2 separate regions of the Ovis aries genome follow, and region 2 is linked to region 1. A link is a contact called in public Hi-C data. All regions are on one chromosome and are shown on one strand. The core of a region is the stretch at or near the end of the contact, and the rest is flanking DNA. Distances in the headings are between cores, read along the strand shown. Region 1 overlaps LOC132660173 (a long non-coding RNA gene). Region 2 holds the start of ARHGEF40 (Rho guanine nucleotide exchange factor 40).

What was found. Hi-C and Micro-C count contacts between places; a contact is called where the count stands out from the background.
Region 2: a contact with region 1 is called in a Hi-C map of liver, with 4 times the contacts expected there. The contact joins the promoter of ARHGEF40 here to the enhancer-like site in region 1. A contact is called at or near these places in 3 of 16 Hi-C or Micro-C datasets (liver, muscle and tail adipose tissue).

What each region holds. Positions count from the first base shown.
Region 1 is chr7:24,304,532-24,307,651 of ARS-UI_Ramb_v3.0, reverse strand. The region is part of intron 2 of LOC132660173 (a long non-coding RNA gene); the gene reads left to right. Among named protein-coding and RNA genes, the nearest start is that of ZNF219, 21 kb to the left of the region's middle. Within about 2 kb of position 1,716, at least 8 of the 54 cell types and tissues checked have an H3K27ac peak or open chromatin away from gene starts, as enhancers often do. A contact at or near this core is called in liver, where this site is marked.
Region 2 is chr7:24,361,912-24,365,284 of ARS-UI_Ramb_v3.0, reverse strand. ARHGEF40 (Rho guanine nucleotide exchange factor 40) reads left to right here and starts at 1,299. Exons shown (of 23, transcript XM_027970088.2): 1 at 1,299-1,394. The coding sequence starts at 1,392. It overlaps RNASE13 (ribonuclease A family member 13 (inactive)), which reads right to left and starts at 2,521. Exons shown (of 6, transcript XM_060419023.1): 1 at 1,743-2,521.

The DNA of each region.
Region 1 (3,120 bases), core at 467-2,966:
GATGTGGTATATCCTTATAATGGAACACTTCTTATTCCACTATGCTACAACATGGATGAATCCTGCAAATACTGTACTAAGTGAAAGAAGCCAGACACAAAAGGCCACATATTGTGTGATTCCGTTTATCTGAAATATCTAGAATAGGCAAATCCACGGAAACAAAAGGCATATTAATGGTTGCCATGGGCTAGGAAGAAAGAATGGGACAAGACTGCGAAATGGCCATGGGGTTTCCTTTTGTGATGCTGAAAGTGTTCTGGTACTAGATAGTGGTAATGATTGCAGAACACTGTGAATGTATTAAATGCCACTGAATTGTATACTTTAAAATAGTTAAAATAGTGAAGTATATGTTATGTGAATTTTACCACAATAAAAAAAAAGCACATTACAAAACAGTAGGTATAGTTTTTGTTTTTCTGAAGTATATGCATATGAAAAAATGTGTAGAAAGATAGGGACGCCTCTGGTGGTCCAGTGGTTAAGAATTGCCTTCCAGTGCTGGGGATACAGGTCTGATCCCTAAACAGTTTCTGATCAGTCTCTCTGTCTTGCCTAACTCTTTGCGACTCCATGGAGCCTGCCAGGCTCCTCTGTCCTTCACTATCTCCCTGAGATTGCTCAAACTTATGTCCATTGAGTTGGTGATGCCATCCAACCATCTCATCCTCTGTCACCCCCTTCCCCTCCTGCCCTCAATCTTTCCCAGCATCAGGGTCTTTTCCAATGAGTCAGCTCTTCACATTAGATGGCCAAAGTATTGGAGCTTCAGCTTCAGCATCAGTCCTCTCAAGGAATATTCAGGGTTGATTTCCCTTAGGATTGGCTGGTTTGATCTCCTTGTAGTCCAAGCGAGTCTCAAGAGTCTTCTCCAGGCCTATGGTTCAAAAACATCAATTCTTCAGCACTCAGCCTTCCTTATTATCTGGCTCTCATATCTATACATGACTACTGGAAAAACCGTAGCTTATACACACACAAACACCCATATGTATATATAAGACCTCCATAATCTGGGTTTAAAATATTATTTTAAAGTTTTCCTGGAGGATACAGGAGCATCGTGTAGTGTGAGAAGCTCCCTTTGTCTCACACCTTCAGTTTACAACTAGTAAAACATCCCTGACTCAAGAAAAGCTCCCAACCCAACACACCAGGATGCTAGAGAGATCCATACATCTGTACATGTGAAGGTGGGTGGATTGGAACACAGAGGAGGTGGAAGGTGGGGAAAGAGCAGAGGCAGTGCCCAGGATCCCAGCCCCTTGGTCACAGCAGCCGAGCCCAGCAAACAGCGGAGCAGGAGGAGGGGTAGCAGACACAACTTCAGCATCTCTGCTGAACAGGAAACAGGGCAGCGGCACTGGTGGGCCGAGACAGTCCCTCCAACTGTGGTGACGCCTACAACTCCCTGTGGTCCCCTGCCCTTGCCTACTGCAGCAGTTACTGCAAACCAGACAACCCCAGACACGGTGGAGACAATCCCTGACCTTGGCTCCCCCAGCTCTCCCACTCCTCTCTCATCACAGTGGCAATGTTTGCAAACCAGACAACTTTGGACAAAATAAAGGTTCCTGCCGTCCCAGTGCCCCTGGTGGTGACACCAGTAACACCAGTGTTGCCAGCAGCACCAAGGCACTAGGAACCCCAGAGGCACAGGCAGCTATGACAAGGGCAGCAGCGACACCTTTGGCAAAAGTAATGGAAGATGGAAAGTGCTAATTCTCAAATCTAGGCAGCAGCTCTGGTAAGAAAAACCAAAAACTTGTGCTATAGCACCACCTACCGATAAGCAAAAGAAAGGCCTTCTAGTGACTGGTCTGTTAAATTGTTAAAAGTAAACAAAACTACTTAAATAAGAAAAATGTTCACTATTTCAAATGTGCTGGCAGAGGATCGGTTCATCTTGCATCATAAAAAGACATGATAACACAGTATCAAAAAAAGAAAGTGACAAGTCCACAGAACTGAAACAAAATTATAGAAGCCTTCTAATCCAACTGTTAAAGAATTCAAAAATAGCTGTCATGAAGAAATTAAATGAGCTACAAGAAAATACAGAAGACAGCTCAATGACCTCGGGAATAGAATCAAGGAACAGAAGGAATATTTTACCGAAGAGAATGAAACTCTAAAAAAGAACCAAGTAGAAATTGTGGAGATGAAGAGCTCAATAAATGAGATGAAGAATGCATTAGAAAGCACTGAAAACAGAGAAGGCCCTATAGAAGAGATAATTCACAGACTCAAAGATGGAAATCTAGAAATGACTCATGTAGAAGAGGAGATAATAAAACTAAGTTTTGTTTTGTTTTCAATGAAGAAACTATGAGAACTATCTACATTAGGAAAGGCAACATAAAGATAATGGGTATCCCAGAAGAAAGGAGGAAGAGGGAGCAAAGAACTTTTAAAGAAATAATAACAGAATTTTCCAAACCTGGGGAAGGAAATGGATGTATACATTCATGAAGCTAGTATAACATCTAATTATATCAGTGCAGAAAAACCTTTTCCAAGACATATTATATTAAAGCTGTCAAAAGTCAGTGACAAAGAAAAAACTTAAAAGACATCGAGGGAAAAAAGAGTAACCTACAAAGGTACCTCAGTAGGCTATCAGCATATTTCTCAGTAAAACCTCTACAGGCTGTAAGACAGCAAAATGACATACTCAAAATACTGAAAGATGGAAACTTTCAGCCAATAATAACTTCAGCAAAGTTATTATTCAGATATGAAGGAGGAATAAAGGCTTTCCTAGACCAACAAAAGCTGAGAGAGTTCATCACAACTAGATCTATTTACAAGGAATGTTGAAGGGAGCTTTTAAACCTGCAACAAAAAGACAAAAGTACACAAAACTTTGAGTAAGGTGATGAATAGACAGAAGCAGAAAAATGAGAACTCTGTATCAGAATACTGTTAAACAATACAGTATAAAGTTTAAAGGGCAAAAAGTATTTAAAATTACTATAGCTTCTTCAATTTGCTAGTGAATTCATGATATAAAGAAGGATAATTTGTGACAATAAAAACATGGAAGGGAAGAAGAAAAAGACAAACCTATATAGACACATGAAGACAAGATGCTATCACCAGAAAAAGAAAATATAT
Region 2 (3,373 bases), core at 50-2,549, 58 kb before region 1:
CCGTCTCTGGGGTCTATTTGGCTCTCCTAGCTTCTCAAATGCCCACTCTTTAGAAGTGCCCCTGCCCACCCCTACACGGCTTCCAGGTGCCTGCTCAAAGGAGGGGCAAAAAGCATCTCCTTGCTATGCCTAAGTCTCCTCTGAGCCTCCTGGGGGACCCTCGCCAGGGCTTCATTTGCCATCCAGACGAGGTGGAGGATGGGTGAGACTAGAACTTTCTTAACTAGCCTACCCCCTTTGTCTACTGCGTCAGATTGCCATCCCCGCCACCAAGAGCTCTAGCGGCCCCAGGAGACTCCGTTTCGCCACCCCCAAAGAAGGAAGGGTCTGGAATCCGGAGGTGGGGCTGCTGAACGGCGTCTGGTGCCTTGCCTCGGCTAGCTAAGGGAGAGGATGAGGGATTCAGAGGGGAAGGGGCAGCGAGGAAAGAACTCAGAAAACGTCCGTCTCGGCAGGCGGATCCTGATCCCGGGACTCTGAGCGCATTCAGCCTCGACGTCCAATCCTCCTCCCCAAGCCTTCTCCGCTCCCTAACTCCCCCCCGCCCCCGCCCTCCCCAGACCGCACAGAGGAGTCCATTGTCGGAGCCCGAAGGCTCGAGGCCGGAGGGGATGGGAGGGGAAGGAGGAGGGCAGGCAAGCCCCTGGAGAGTGGGAGGAATCCCCTGATTTTCCTGCCCCCAGCTCCGAGGGAAGCTAGCAGGGGCTGGGGGGGGGGGGGGGGTACGGGGGGGCGCTGTGTGTGTGTGTGTGTGTGTGTTGGGCGGGGTGGGGGTGGGGGGGTTCTCTTCTGAGCTCCAGGTGCTGCCAGTGCTGCCAAAGTCTGGCAACCGAGGGGAGAAGAGGTTCCCAGGCGAGTTAGACTCAGGAGGCTTCCGGCCACCAAATGACCCAGTCCTAGGCTGGGGACCCAGGGAATTCACGCACGCCCCAGTGTCTGGACTGTCCCTTGCGGAGACTAAACTGATCGCCTAGGGAGCTAGGCGGAGGCGGGAAAAGGGCATCTTCGGCGGGACGGGCCTCCGAGGGTCAGGGTCGGGGAGACCGGCTGGAGGGCGGGGCGGAGGAGGAACAGGGTTGCGGGAGAGCCGGGCAGATCGGCTGGGGGCGTGGAGGGGAGCGGCCAGAGGCCCGGCGCGGGAGCGGGCGTCCCAGCAGGGGGTCGGACGCGGAGGCAGAGGCGGGCACTGCAGGGCGGGGCGAGGAGGGGCGGCCGTCTCGACCCTCCCTGGTGGGGCCCCGCGGCCTGGGAGCCCGAGCGGGCCGAGCCGCCACCGCGGCCGGAGCTGTCCCCTAGCCAGACCCGGCGAGACGCGAGCGGCGGGAGGGAGGCGGCGGCGCGCCCGGCCCCGCCCGCCGGCCCGAGCGTCGGACGCGGCCGCGAGCCGAGCCATGGTGAGTCCCGCGTCGCCACCCGGTGTCCCCTCCGCTTTCTCACCGTCCTCTGCGGATCGCCAGCCCCCAGCTGGGTGCCTCCTGCTCCAGCTTGGAACTCTTGAGCGCTCCTGGGACTCTCCTTCCTCCCATCCCCCCCTTCTTTTCTTTGATCTGCCTGTCTGCCCCACTGACTCTGACCCCACTGGGTATTGCCCTCACTCCTTTCTTCCCCTCTTCTTCGCGCCCTCCCCCAACCTCCCTTAGGTCTCTCCCCCTAATCCACATACCTCCCCTCGCCCTCCTCTGTCCTGACTTGTGCTTTCCTTTGCAGGATCTTCCCTCCCCCTCCTGGTCCCAACTCCTTACCCGCGGGAGACCCCTGCGGGTTCGTGCTGCAGCGGCCCTGGAGGGGGGCCCGGCCTTGGGTCATGAGAAATGACCTGCCTGGAACCACCATTTTCCATCCCGGGCCCCACCCCGGGCCCACCCATCCGGCCCTGGGGGACCGGCCACAGCTGCGGCTGGGTTGGGGCCCGGGACCTCGTCAAAAAGGGAAATTCCCGTGGAGAAAGAGATGCTGCCTCAGAGTAGTGGACAGAGTGGGGAGGGGGCCCACAGTGCCAGGGGGCGTAACGATGCCAGAGCCGACCCGAAATGCGATGGGGGGAGGAGTGCCCTAGAGCTCCCGCTGCTGGGAAGCGAAGCACTGTCTCGGAGCATTCCCGCTGCAGCGGGTTGGGGACCCTGGCAGCAGCAACTCGAGGACACAGGAAGCAGGAGGGCGCTGCTAGGGGACGGCCGTGCCTATAGGAGTGGACATGGTCCTGTGAACTTTCACTCCAAAAGTACTCTCTAAAGAGTCATTGCAGGTGTGGGCACTGCCAGGGAGAGCGCCCACTGCGGAGGGATGAGGGGGTGCACGGCCATAGGGGCGCTCACAGCACGATGTGGAGGAGGGGGAGAGGCCCTGCCATGGGGCGCTCACAGCAGGGAGTGGAGGAGGGGTAGGAGCACCACCGGGGTTATTCCTCTACAGAAGGAAGGGCAGCCCCTGGCAGGGAGACTGGAACAAGAAGAAAGAGGAACTGGGCCAGGGAGAGCTGACTCAGTCTGCTCTCCTCTTTGGTCCGGGCCGGCTGGAGGCCGGGTCGCTGAGCTCCTGCCCGCCCTTTCCCACCCCAGACCCCTCCTCCCCTCCTGCCGCTGCTGTTTCCTGTGGCTGAGACTCTCACTCAGCCATGAGCTCACCGCCCCTAATGGGTTGCAGCTGCCTCGCCGCTCCAGCTCTAGCTCCCCCTTCCAGGCCTCCGAGGGGACAGCCCACTCTGCCTCACCCCGCCCATCCCCACCCTCCCCCACCCACGCTCCCGGAGCTGGCCGGGTCCCCGGAACACTGGGGGGTCTGTCTGCTCGCCCACACACCTTGGGGCCGGGTCTCGGTGCTGACGCACTGACTGTCGGTCTCTGGAGTGGCTGCCTCGCTTCTCTGATTGTCGGGACAGGCTTGTAACAGGCTGGAAAGACTCAATGTAAAGTATGCAGTTTTATCCTCAGGGCAGAGCCGGCGGAGTAGGGGGTGGGGAGGGCAATGCGGAGTAGAGAACTAAGTAAACACTTCAATTCGAGCATCACCCTTGCCCAGTTACAGCAAAGAAATCTGATAAAAGGAATTTCAAAGCCACCTTGAAAGAGAAGTACGTTTGTAAAGGAATAGCCTGGGGGCTGGCTGTTTAGGTTCTGAGATGGAGAAAGATAACCTACTGATTCACTTAGGGAGGCGAGTCTAGAGGAAACAGGGCTGAGAACTTTTGAGAGAGTGGCCCAGGATGGAGGTTGTGAGACAGGCCTTACAGAAATCAGAAAATATTTCAGCTCTAATACATACCAGCAAGGCCTCCTCCTCCCTTTCCTACATGTTCCTTTTGTGACTTTTCCCTCTTCCAGGTGTCCCCACCCAAGTCTTTGTAACCTAACCCAGCATACTCTGGGAATGAGTG